Regions from separate parts of the Rattus norvegicus genome. Here region 2 is linked to region 1. The links are chromatin contacts, called in public Hi-C maps. All regions are on one chromosome and are shown on one strand. Each heading gives the region's core, a stretch centred on a gene start, on an enhancer-like site or on the middle of the called end of the contact. The rest is flanking DNA. Distances are from core to core; before and after follow the strand shown.

The links. A called contact is a pair of places that touch in the nucleus more often than the background predicts.
Region 2: a contact with region 1 is called in a Hi-C map of prefrontal cortex, with 2.7 times the contacts expected there. The contact joins the promoter of Klf7 here to the enhancer-like site in region 1. A contact is called at or near these places in 4 of 12 Hi-C or Micro-C datasets (the A7r5 cell line, the Rat2 cell line, frontal cortex and 1 more) and 1 of 1 datasets of contacts at active chromatin or transcription factors (oligodendrocytes).

What each region holds. Positions count from the first base shown.
Region 1 is chr9:72,859,073-72,865,745 of GRCr8, forward strand. No RefSeq gene overlaps it. Among named protein-coding and RNA genes, the nearest start is that of Cpo, 49 kb to the left of the region's middle. Within about 2 kb of position 4,214, at least 15 of the 93 cell types and tissues checked have an H3K27ac peak or open chromatin away from gene starts, as enhancers often do. A contact at or near this core is called in prefrontal cortex, where this site is marked.
Region 2 is chr9:73,017,942-73,024,834 of GRCr8, forward strand. Klf7 (KLF transcription factor 7) reads right to left here and starts at 2,115. Exons shown (of 4, transcript NM_001399681.1): 1 at 1,649-2,115. The coding sequence starts at 1,750. LOC103690543 (a long non-coding RNA gene) reads left to right here and starts at 2,221. Exons shown (of 2, transcript XR_010054801.1): 1 at 2,221-2,387.

The DNA of each region.
Region 1 (6,673 bases), core at 2,964-5,463:
CTCAGCTGTGAATTCTTTGTTTAGCTCTGAACCCCGTTTTTTAATAGGGTTATTTGTTTCCCTGCGGTCTAACTTCTTGAGTTCTTTGTATATTTTGGATATAAGGCCTCTATCTGTTGTAGGATTGGTAAAGATCTTTTCCCAATCTGTTGGTTGCCGTTTTGTCCTAACCACAGTGTCCTTTGCCTTACAGAAGCTTTGCAGTTTTATGAGATCCCATTTGTCGATTCTTGATCTTAGAGCATAAGCCATTGGTGTTTTGTTTAGGAAATTTTTTCCAGTGCCCATGTGTTCCAGATGCTTCCCTAGTTTTTCTTCTATTAGTTTGAGTGTGTCTGGTTTGATGTGGAGGTCCTTGATCCACTTGGACTTAAGCTTTGTACAGGGTGATAAGCATGGATCGATCTGCATTCTTCTACATGTTGCCCTCCAGTTGAACCAGCACCATTTGCTGAAAATGCTATATTTTTTCCATTGGATGGTTTTGGCTCCTTTGTCAAAAATCAAGTGACCATAGGTATGTGGGTTCATTTCTGGGTCTTCAATTCTATTCCATTGGTCTATCTGTCTGTCTCTGTACCAATACCATGCAGTTTTTATCACTATTGCTCTGTAATACTGCTTGAGTTCAGGGATAGTGATTCCCCCTGAAGTCCTTTTATTGTTGAGGATAGCTTTAGCTATCCTGGGTTTTTTATTATTCCAGATGAATTTGCAAATTGTTCTGTCTAACTCTTTGAAGAATTGGATTGGTATTTTGATGGGGATTGCATTGAATCTGTAGATTGCTTTTGGTAAAATGGCCATTTTTACTATATTAATCCTGCCAATCCATGAGCATGGGAGATCTTTCCATCTTCTGAGGTCTTCTTCAATTTCCTTCTTCAGTGTCTTGAAGTTCTTATTGTACAGATCTTTTACTTGCTTTGTTAAAGTCACACCGAGGTACTTTATATTATTTGGGTCTATTATGAAGGGTGCCGTTTCCCTAATTTCTTTCTCGGCTTGTTTCTCTTTTGTATAGAGGAAGGCAACTGATTTATTTGAGTTAATTTTATACCCAGCCACTTTGCTGAAGTTGTTTATCAGCTTTAGTAGTTCTCTGGTGGAATTTTTGGGATCACTTAAATATCCCAGCAACCCACATAGCACCTCTTCACACTATGAAAACTGGCCAATGGGGAGGAGGCTTTTAGCTTTGTTCTAAGAAAGCTCTGTCTAGTCTCCATTCTACACCATCTATATCTGGTAAGCAGATATAGAAGGTTCTCTCCCTTAAGCAGCAACAACCAATGTCATTTCTTCTCTCATATGACAACTTACCAAATGCCAGAACACAGCTACTCCATGGCTTCTAGACATCTCTCTTCAGACACTTTTGGGTTTGTTTCTCTAAAAATGTATTTCCAGGCAATTCATCCAACTATGGCCTTTATTTTCAAATCTCTGTCAGTGTTCCTTAGCAACAAGTAGGTGTGCCATGAACAGGCAGTCTTGAGTTTATGTATCTTTGGATCTACCCTTTAAGTTACAGTTTATATATAAATATATAAACTCATCTATATGAACTCAGTATATGACTCCTTCACACTCTATACATCCTATTGTGACCTGGATACCATATTGGAACGTGGAATACCCTACCATATGCAGCTGAAATGATAAAACCTTTATTAGGAGCCAAATCATAGAATAATCAGCTTGTGAAATCCCCAGATTTTGTTTTTGTAGCTAACTATTGTCAAGTCATGTTTCTTTTGAGCTATTATTACCAATTCAATGTTAATCTAGTTAGAGAGTCATTATTAATCTGGTTACATACAATCTTATTGCTTAGGGCACTAAGTCTACTAAAGTCTTTCAGTGCCCTTGTTCTGTCCCCTGTCGCATTAGCTATTTCTTCCAGTTGAACTGTCAGTGGGAAGCAGTGATCCCCATGCTGCCTCCATCATTGGCCAACATGATGGCTAAAGGAGAGGTGAAAATCAACCTCCAGGGTGGTAAGAATCCACATATACTCCTTGGGCATGTTGTGTTCATTACTGTGGTGGGCCCTCATTAGATATTTGGAGAACTATCTCTACTCTTTGATATGACATTGAAAGGTTTTGTCTCTAGGATATGGTTTTACACACATGAATCCTAAAGATTTGCTTCTTGACTAAAATTGATTGGTTCAAAATATCCTTGGGAAAACTGAATCAATCAAAATATTCCTTCTCCTGAACAAAAAGTTGGGATGCTGGAGTCCAGTCTAGTCTCCTGAGTGAAAGAAAGAGGGAGTATTTATAATGTTCAAGAATACCGAATTTACAATTCTTCTCTACCAAAGCCTAGAGAATAGAGAAAGAACCTTGAAAGAGGCACAGAGAAGAGTCTGTGTAAATGGATGGCCTTAGTCCTCTGTGGCATCCTCATCCTTTGTAACACAGCCTCTATTTTATATTAAGTCACATTGGTGGAAATGATGATGACCTGAAGACAGAAAGCCCAAATTAATTCAAGTACTTTCTCATTTTCATAACCCCTTGGTTCATCAAAGCCACCTTGAACCAAGGTGACTCCTGCCTAACTCATGCTCCATCTGTTTATTAGTTTGTGGTTTACTCCAGTCTACCCAGAGGACTCTGTTTTAAGTCGGGTGTTTGTAGAACTTAAAGCAATGCTTTTCTTGAGGAGATGCTTATTCAAGAAGTTGTCATGGAAGAGAAAATGAAGAGGAAAAGAAATACAAATAAGAAAGTAAAGTGTTAGGTGGTCTCAAGTTGGTCTTAAGTACAGGAGGATCTAGAAATAAACCACATTATACATTGGTTTTAGAATAAAGAGAAAGGGATGGAATTTTGTGTCCCAGTTTTATGGCCAGGGCAGAGAGTGGGGCTAGGCAAGGTACTTCACATCAGCCTGTAGCTATTCCCTAGAGAAATGGTGAGGCTTTAAGTTGTGACTAGCATCTGGGGAAGGGCTTTGAAGCCAGATAAAGGTTGTGAATGGAGTACCAAGATGGTCAACACCACAGTTATTTATTATAATTATAATGCTGCCTTCTTTACTCTCTTCAAGGACAGAGACTAACAAACCTCTCAAAACACACAGGACCTGATAAATACCAGTTATCCTTTTGTCACTGTATCTGTCTTTGTTAGTGTTTTAGTGCTGTGAAGAGACACCATGACCATAGCAACTCTTATAATTGGGGCTGGCTTACAGTTCAGAGGTTTAGTCCATTATTATCATGGCAAGAAACATGGCAACACACAGGCAGACATGGGGCTGGAGAAGGAGCTGAGAGTTCTACAACTTGATCCACAGGCAGCAGGAGACTGTGGGCCAGACTGGGTGGAGTTTGAGCATATGAGACCTAAAGCCCACCCCCTCAGTGACATACTTTTTCCAACAAGGCTACACCTACTTCACAAAAGGCTACACCATCTAATACTGCATTGCCTATGGTCCAAGCATGTAACACATGAGTCTATGGGTTATTCAAACCACACAGCATCAATCTTTATGTCACTCTGTAAAAATGATGAAGATGAGAGACATCTATGTAAAACAGGGGTAGCTGATGGTTTCTGCCATGCTTCTGTACCTTAGAGTGGGGACCTCTGACTTTGTTGCCTTTATCTGTTTCTCCTTCTTCCATGATGACAGAATGCTTGATTTCCCATTGGAGAAAGCCCTGATTCCTGGCACAGATGCCATTCTACTCCAGGACTTAATCCTATTGCTTCCAGATGTCCATGTTTCCACACCTACACGAATTGCCTTTAGAGTGAACACATGATCCAGTTTGGAACAATAAATGCAGGGAGACTCTCCCTAGGGGGGGTTGGTGAAAAGTTCTTCCTTGGTCTTATTAAGGATTGGGAAAGATTCCCGTTCTTCCTCGCCCACTCTCTCCCTCCCCCTTCCCTTCTCTCTTCTCACTGGCATTGGTGATAACAGAGCTGTGAAGCCATTTCTGGAACCTGAGCTAGAGAGCAGTCTTGGAAGAAAGATATGACATCTCAATAGACAAAAGGCCCTCATAGCCATGTTGCCCCCTCAGAATATGGTGGATCTCTGCCTTCAGCCATATCTAAAGTCATAGTCTCTTGAGTCCAACTGTGTGTGAATCAAAATTCCACTATTTGCCTTAGCCATTTCAAATAAGGCTTTGTTTTTTGAAACATAAACTATCCTAAGTGATAGACTACAGGGAGTGGGAGGAGGAATGGATTACAGTCTGGGAATGTCACCACCCACTTGTTTTTGGCAAACTTTCATGTGCAAACCCTCCCCTAGAGTCCTGCAATTTGTTCACATTTTAAAACAGGAACAGACAATACAGCATCCATGATAATGACTCGTGCAGCATCCTGACCTGACTGTGAGTGCCTTCTCTTCCACTGGGTGTGTCTGACTTAAGAATTTTGTGTGTAGCACATTGGCCCCTGCAGTCATACTGGCTTCATTTGGAAGGCCTCCAATTGCCAGCACAGCTTTTTGTAGAAACATCTCCAAGACACACGAAGAAAATGACTTCTTCTTCTTCTTCTTCTTCTTCTTCTTCTTCTTCTTCTTCTTCTTCTTCTTCTTCTTCTTCTTCTTCTTCTTCTTCTTCCTCTTCCTCTTCCTCTTCCTCTTCCTCTTCCTCTTCCTCTTCCTCTTCTTCTTCTTCTTCCTCTCTCTCTCTCTCTCTCTCTCTCTCTCTCTCTCTCTCTCTCTCTCTCTGTGCGTATTCCTTCTTAAGTTTATATTAAAAAAAAAGTTTTGTTGAAACAGCATTTACATCCTTCTGAACACCTTTGGAAATAATCAAAGGACTGAAGATAGCTTAGGTGTTACTTAAGAGTCATTTTATAATCTCTCTCTCTCTCTCTCTCTCTCTCTCTCTCTCTCTCACACACACACACACACACACACACACACACACACGTCTAAGAACTGACTTAGGAAGGGGCTGAATGCAAAACCTCATCCTGGCCATGCATAAGACCCAGGAACCCGTCAATCAGCTTATCTTCATCTTCTTTCTTTCCCACAATTTTTCCTGAGCTCTCTTGTGAGAGGGCTGTGGAATTTGCCCACTCATGGAGGTTATTGTGCTCCTAGATGGATCTTTTAGAAATAATAATCTCAGTTATTATCATGGTTAGCTCTCTCTCTTTGTTTCTTTTCTTCATTTACAGTGCCTAATGCCATCTTTGACCAGATGGAGAATGCAATTAAAATAAATATAATGTAATATAAAAATAAAACAGAACATATTGCTTTTGCAGGGCAATCTGGGCCCAAGATTTTCTGCAGTGGAAATTACTGGCTAAATAAACCTATCTCCTCATTGACACAAAGCTGCGAGAAGAGGCAGGTTTCAACAAAAAAGAGAAAGAAAATGTGATTATTTCCTAAATCAAGGCAAGAGAAGTTTTGCCCAAATGGAAAATTATTGAAGTAGAAAGGTTTTTCCTTTCTATCTTTATATAAACATCATCAGAAAAGTCAATACCACAATGCAGTGCTACAGGGAGTGAAAATAAATGGATGGGGTCATCTCGAAGAAGCTTCCAGTTTAGTCGTGCGGAATCCACATTGGTGCAAAGGAACCGGAGCTGCACTCCAGGTGACCTTGAATAAGGAGATATCACAACTGTATTCTGGCTATGTGGTACCCTGTGCCCCTCCCTGTGTTGCCACATCTGAAATTCAGTCTCGCCAGCAGACATTTCCAAAAGAGAACAGATGGACTATGGCCGCTAACACTCAGTCGTTATAGGTATTATCTCAGTAAAGGTATACAAGCAACACACACTCAGATGTGCAAACATGAGGATTGTTGGAAGGATCCATGCTTTTTTCTCTTACTTAGAACGTGACAGTCCTGCACTCTTGGAAGACGGGAACAGAGACTTGAAACCTAGGACCCACAGAGTCCCAGCAAGGCTTCGTGTGGCTGTGAGTCATTGGCTTCTACCTCTTTCCAGGCACCACCTCTCTCTTTCTCTCATTTCACAGTAGTCTCTTTTCACGAGGTGACCTTAAAAGAATGTCATTTCCCCAGAGGGAGATTCTTAAAACACTGATTATCACCCCAGATTCAACATCCTGACAGGCTCTAAGATTGAGCCAGCTATCCATCTCTGACCTGTAAAGGAATTATCTGTTATTGCAAGTACAGTTTCAAGAATTCACCCATTTGAGTGGGTGGGTCATTCTCAGAAAAGGCACATCTAGCCTGGCATGGTGGTACACACCTTTAATCCCAGCACTCAGGCAGAAGCTGGTGGCTCCTGGTGAATTCCAATTCAGCCTGCTCTACATAGCAAGCTCCTGCACAGCTAGAACTCCATAGAGAGGCAGGGAGAGAGAGAGAGAGAGAGAGAGAGAGAGAGAGAGAGAGAGAGAGAGAGAGAGAGAGAGATCAAAAGTTCTCCCATTATGAATTTGTTCCAATTAATTAAAGATATTTCAATTTTCTCACTTATAATCACTTCTGTGATTACAAACCATAAACTGTATTTTCATTCTTTTCTTCATGACGTATCTGTTCCTCCTTTCTAAAACTTGAAGGCATGGCTGATAGAAGCAGATCAGAAAGCTTATATCCTGGGGTGGGAGTGGGGGATCTTCTGATAATATTTATTCTTTTAAACTCTTTCTCTTTGAAGGCTATGCACATACCAAAAGTTGA
Region 2 (6,893 bases), core at 865-3,364, 160 kb after region 1:
ACTTCATATCAAAATAAAAAGGAAGAAAGGATGTGGGGAGATCCCACATGAGACATGCTCTTGTTAAGGACGATAGGGAAGGATGTATTAAAGAATCGATGTGAGTACTCTGTCTGTGTGTTTAGTAAGGGACAGCATCTCCCAGCCTTCCAACTGGAATCCATGCCCTACACAGACACACAGACGACACACAGACACAGGCAGCCGATACCTGGAGGAAAACTCCGCAGCCTCCAGCCAGGCAACAACTAGTAACAACGGCACAGTGTGAAGAGTGAGCGTTTTACCACTGGCTTCCTATACCATGAGCTCAACACCGCTTCCTAAAGCAGCAACTGTTACATCCCAGCCTCAAGCTGGCAAATCCTGCTTTGGATCCTGGCAGAGGAAACTCAGCCGTTCATTAGCCTTAACAAGCTGCTGTCACGGAGCAGAGAAGTTACAAGAGCAGCCACACACCAAGGATCGCAGGGCCCTCCCCAAGGGCAAGGGTTTTTGGGTTTTTTTTTTCCTCCTCCAGGATGGACTGTACAAATTCACACTCCGAACCGTGCAAATCCAGACTGTCTTTCTGGACTTTCCACGGTGCACACTGTAGAGTTTTTAAACACCCATGGTGTCCCCTATCCCCAACCGCCCCGCCCCCATCCACCACCATCTTTCCTGCAGAATGTCCCCTCAGCACCTCCTAATCGCTGCTGGAAAAACCACTGTTTCCGCAGCAGACCCAGCACTTTCCACTGACCAGCACTTTCTTTATTCCACTTCACAAAGCCCAGTGAACTTGTCCCCCAGTCAGGCTTCAACGTCCCTGAGATGCCAAGCGAACTTGGCACCGGTACCCTTTAGCATCCTAGGAGTTTTCTAAACTAGTCCTCTAAGACAAAGTAGGGAAGCACAGAAGCACACACCACCCTTTGTCCAAGGTGGTGCTAACCTGAGAGACACCCCAAACAAATAAACAAGACACAAGGACACAGTAGAGGCTGCTCCTTCTGGAGGCATTAGCTGGGGAAATGTACAATGCATTGTCAGCCTAAGAGAGATACATCTCGTCTTCCTTGTACATATCCTTAAGCGTCTTTTGTCACCTGGCTTCTCTTCCTACAGCTCACCTTGTATAATCTAAAAATCAAGCTCCTGTTCTGAATTGACACTCGCTAAATCACTGGGAAAAAACACTCCATGCCACCCTCACCCAACCCCCCTTGACGGTCCTCAGGACCAGTTGAAATAGATAAAGCTGATTTAAGTACTAAGACCAGAACTCCTGCATCTAGGAACGTGGTATCCTGTCAACCATTGCTCGACCACCTTCCCACCCGGCTCCTCCAAACCCCAGAAGTTCGCCAGCAATTCTCTTGCCGGGGGACAGCGAGCCGACAACGTGTGCGCAAGGATGTGTGTTGGTGACAGAAACGCAGGCAGCTAGGACCAGCTCAGCTCAGCACACTAAGGGGTTAGGGGTGGGTGGAGAGGTAAGCGCATATGATTGTTTCACAAAACATTTTAAACAACACACAGCCAAAAAATAAATAAATAAGAAAAAAAGAATTAAAATGTTTTTCAACTCAAAGCCCACACCAAATGCAGCCCCTGCGTCTCCGCCGCCGCCACACGATTTACACAAGTAATTTAAATCATTCACCTGCTGCCAGGTCTCCTCCAGGGATGGCAAAGCTGAGAAGTAGCCGGTGTCGTGGACAAGTTGTAGCTCCTGGAATATACTATAACTAGCCAACACGTCCATGCTGCTGCTGCCGGGCAAAACCGGAGGAGAAACCCTCCCCCGAGCTCAGCTGGGTCTGTTTGTTTGTCAGTCTGTCTGGCTCACCCCCCAAGAAGGCAGACATCCAGTGGCCCTTTTGTTTTGTTTTGTTTCAGTCAACTAAAAAAAGGAGAGAAAAAAAAATCAATGCAGGAGAGAGGGAGAGAGGAGGTGAGAGAGGAGCGAGTGAGTCGGGTGGATGGAGAGAGGGATCCAGCGTGTACAGTGCAGATGACTGCCAGGAAAAGGGGACTTCACGGGAGTAACAATTCCCTTCCAGGGCTCTAATCACTCCAGCTCGTGGATCAGGAAGGGGGACGCAAACTCACTGACACGAAGCTGCCATCTATATCTGCAGCGCTGTTCGCTCCTAATGCAATCTTTGCTCTTTATTTTGGGAGGTTGCATTTTTTTTCTCGCGATCGCTTCTCGCCCCCCCACCCCTTCCCTTCCCTCCCCACCCCCAACCCCATCCTCGCTAGTTTGTAGTCCCCCCCCTCCCCCTTGTCTCCTCCTCCTGCTCTTCCCCCTCCCCAAACTCCCTCCCTCCGCCCTGCTTTGCGCGCAGCCGTGGGATCTCGGAGGAGGACGTCCATGAGGCCGCGTGTGACCATGTAAGGTAAACAGGGGGCTCATGAAGTCACTGAGGACCAATGCGGCACTCGGAGCGGACCCTGGGGCGGGGCCAGGCCCCGACGGCAGCCGCCGATTGGCGCGCTGCGGATCTCCCTGCTGCCTTACAAGGCGGTACAAGGCAAGCTATTTTTAGAGGGCTATATAAGGGGGTAGAGGAGTCCGCCAGCCGGCCGGGGAGCTCGAGCGCTAGGGAGGGTTGCTGCGACACTTGCGCTGGCTCCCGGGACTCCTAGGCGGCTGGGCTCGGGTTGCGCGCTGGCCTCCGACCCTAGCTGCAGGGCTCGTCCGAGCCGACGGCGCCCGGACCCCGTGCATATCCGAGGGAACGGGTTGCCGCGGTGGCCGATCGGGAGGTGCGGTCCCCAGTCCTGGGTTAGGATGCCTCCTGCGGGAGTAGCCGGTAGAGCGGCGGTGCAGCCGTCGGGGGCAAGTAGCTCTTTGTACTCGGCATTCCTGCCAAGCATGGGGAAGAAGGGTAGCAAGGGAGAGGCCAGGCTCAGAACAGCGTCACGTACCCCAAACTAAAGCCCAAAAGCCAGTTCCGAATTCCCCACAGGGTGCAGAAATGAAGTGCCAGAGGAGGAAGTGCCTCACAATGGCAGAGAACAAAGGCGAGCTGCGCGGAGACTTGTTTGTGCCCGCCCCCGACGTTGCACGCTGGCCCCGCCCCGGCCCGCGCGCCTCCGTGCGCGTCGCCGTTCGCCTATCGCCCTCCTGTTCCCCTGAACGGAGCCTAAAACCTGGCCAGGAGTCTGATGTCTAGCATATTAGAATGTGCATGAAGAAGAATAGGAGGAGAGTAGGTAGAATTAGGGTGCAGGTTGGAGCATGCAGCCAGCTAGCAGATCCTTACAAGAGGTTTATCCAGTAGCTTCCTGGAGGAGTGTGCATAGCAGGGGTAGAGCAAGGCTCTAAAGATATCGAGATTCTGCAAGCTCAGAGATGGAAGCCTGTGCAATGCACGTGGTTAAGAGTTGCCCAATTGTTTGCTTGACCTTAAATGGCTAGTATGGCTTCTCCAAAATACACCGAAAGCTGGACTACTTTAGGAATAACTACAGAATTCAGTACTTAGAGACAAGAAACATCCTTGTACATTCAATTTCATCGTCTCCATATCATTCCCTTCTGTTGATAACAATATTAAATTAGTTTAAAAAAAAAAAAAAAAACAAAAGATCACCCATCCCCCAGAGGAAATTAAATAAATTACTAAGATTTGAGAAAAACTGGTTTATTTGCCCTTTAGTGCCTGAGATTCTCGTTAGTCAAAGAACAAAACTCACTGTATTAATTCATTGAGGTCTTGCTTACAATATGCGGCCACCGATTAGCTCCATGACTTGAGCAAGTGGCAGTGACGGCCTCTGCTTCCCAGGAACAATCACAAGAACAAGAATGCAAATCTCTGCCATTCTTGTTAGAAGAAGCAAAATGCTGTTTGCAATTCTTCTAGCATAGTATGTCACTGTTAGAGGCACTAAATGTTAGCTGTCACTGTCCTCAGACTTTAAGCAAGGAAATTAAATAGTACCTGAACTAATAGTCTCCACAGGGAACAGGCCAGGGTTTAGAAGAAGAAAGTGAGGTAGCAAAACCTTGCAATTATTGGTTAGATCTCACCCTGTCCACTCTTCCCCCAAAGCTATCTGATTGTAAGTCTTGGGCAGAAATCTATTGAGAGATCCTAATGCAGATGTGTACATGCGTAATAAGAAAACGAAAAGAAAAAAGCAACCTTGGATACAGCAAGATCACATAATTTGCTGTTTAAGACTCAAGGCAATTAAATTATTGTATTTTATATTTATACTATTACTATTTCTATTTGGTTGTTTTGGATTTTGTTTTTGTTGTTTTCTTCAAGGCAATGTTTCTCTATTTAGCCCTGACCAGTCCTGTAACTCATCTTTGTAGACCGGGCTGGCCTCAAACTCCTGCCTCTACCTCCTGAGTGCAGGGATTAAAGGTGTGCTCCACCACACCTGGCTTATTGCAAGCTTTGATCAATATATATCTTAACTTTGGAGTTTGGAAATTTGGGAAATGTTGATCACACTCTTCGTACATCGACATTCTATGTGCCCAGTCTCCTTCCACCCTCAGCATGCCACCCACATAGGGTTTTCAACTTAGAAGATGAAGGTCTCCAGGCTTAGTATATAAATTAACGATGGTCAGACAAGCAGAAAGTGACCAGGCAGTGTGCTTCAAGTCCTGGAGAGTCTGACTTATAAGGCTTCTGCATGAGCTCTGCATGGCAAAACATTGAGGTTTTGGTTTTAAGTTCATATGTGTTTATTGACATTGCTCTGGTGGGTTGGAAGACTGCCGTCGAAGCTTTCCCTGTGGAACTTTCAGGCACCCAGCCTACAAAATGAACAAACAAAACGACGTTTTACAAAGTAAATCCTACAAATTAGACTTGGAGGTCTTTTTCAAAATGTTATAGGACATTTAAGAACTCATTCTAAGGGGTGTAGGCAACAAAGTGCTCTAAAATGCATGGTTTCAACATTCGTCATATTTAGATATTGTAATTTTTTATTTGTTTTTAATTTACTACCTTCCCTTTCCTCCCTCCAACTCCTCTCATGTCCCCTCCTGTTCCCTCTCAAATTCATGGTCTCTTTCTCTTGAGGGGTGTGTGTGTGGTGTATGCTTAAATATGTAAATATAACCTGTTCAGTCCATTTAGTGTTTCTTGTATGCTTATCATTTTAGGGCTGACCTATTGGTATTGGCTAGCCAATAGGGAGCTCAGCCCTGGAGAAGACTGTTTCTCCTGCTCTCAGCCTTCGGTTTGTTTTGTCTACAGGGTGGGGCCCTGTGAGATTTCCCCCTTCTCTGTTACCACGTCTATTGATATTCTGCTTGTTCAAGTCTAGGCGCGATACAACCCCACAGCAGATTTCTTTAGTCTTCTGGCTCTCAGGATCTTTCTGCCTCTTCCTCCTTGATGCTCCCTGAGTCTTGGATGCAGGAGTTTTGTTGTGGATATAGCAGCTGAGGGGAGGCACCCCCAGATTACTTGTTCTCTCGGATTTGACAAGTTGTGGTTTTCTGTTCTGGTATCTGACTAGCAAAGCGACATTCCACTGATGAGGAGTGAGAGCCACCCTCATCTGTGGGTGTGCAGAGAAGGTGGCCGAATGAAGTGGCAGTAATGGGTTCTCCTGTAAGATCCTGGTTAGTTGACTAGATCTCCCTCCTGTTGAGAAGCCTTAAGTCCAATTAGAGAGCTGATGGTTGCCGGCCAAGATGAGAGCCCTTGCGGTTACCAACCATGCTAGTTGTTGTGATTCACAGGCTGGGTGCCCTTGCTTTCCTCTCTTGGAAGCTTGGATGGTGCCTTCCCCTGCTGTGAAAACTAATCCTCAGGGAGCAGTCTTTCAGGTCAGATCTAGTTGGGACCCTCTGGGTGCAACCTCCGAAGTATATGTTTTCAGCAATAGGCACCTGCCTTCAACCTCTGGGTGGCAACCAAGGCCAACCGAAATAACCTAAATTGTTTAGGTCTCTTGGACTCCATTGGCCAGCAACTCACAAAGAGGTTTCTCATATATTGGGAGTTTTGTTGGGTATTTTTAATAGCCTAGAAATTCTAGTTTCGTATTGCAAAAACACATGAAGTATCCCGATATATAAAATGATCAATAAATTAAGACCATAAGGGAACAAAAATAACCTGCACTTTTATGACCCACAAATCAAAATCCTTTGCAATATCTGGTATTTTTTCAGCTTTTCACATCAGGTTTTTACTACTATGAAGCGTTGGTCTGTTTTAATGGATGAAGATAATGGAGTTCAGACAATGCATGTATTTTGCTCATCGCTCCATGTCTATTTAGTACCGGAAGTAAATTCAAATATAGGTATTGCTCCAAGTTACCTACATAATCTGTCTCCTATGCAAACACTGTCTTTGGAAACACTGATGAAAGTATTCCCAATAATAATGGCTGGGAGTGGCAGTGCATGCCTTTAGCATCAACATCTGGGAAGTAGAGAGAGCCAAATATCTGTGCTCAGGCTAGCTAGGGCTACAGAGTGACAGTCTGTCTTAAATAAGCTAGTAAATAAAACGCTTTGGAAGTGGCACTGCAGGAACCACACAAGAATAAATAATACTAACCCCATGAATTCAGAAATAGGAATATTTTTTTAAAATAATAAAAATGTAACATGGCTGGAGAGATGGTCAGTAGTTAAGAGTGCTTGCTGCTCTTGTAGAGGGCCCTGGTTTGATTTCCAGCACCCACACGGTGGTTCAAAACCATCTGTAACTTCGGTTCCTGATGCCTTCTGACCTCTGAAGACACCGGTCACACAAGTGGTCCCACATGCAGGCAGAATGTTCATACACATAAATCTTTAAAACGTTTTAGTTGACTATGTAAATAGGACACAGTTTGAATCTGAATGTCCTCCATGGTCTCATGGTTTGAATTTTTGACCACCACCCTCCCGCCCCCAGCTGGTGACG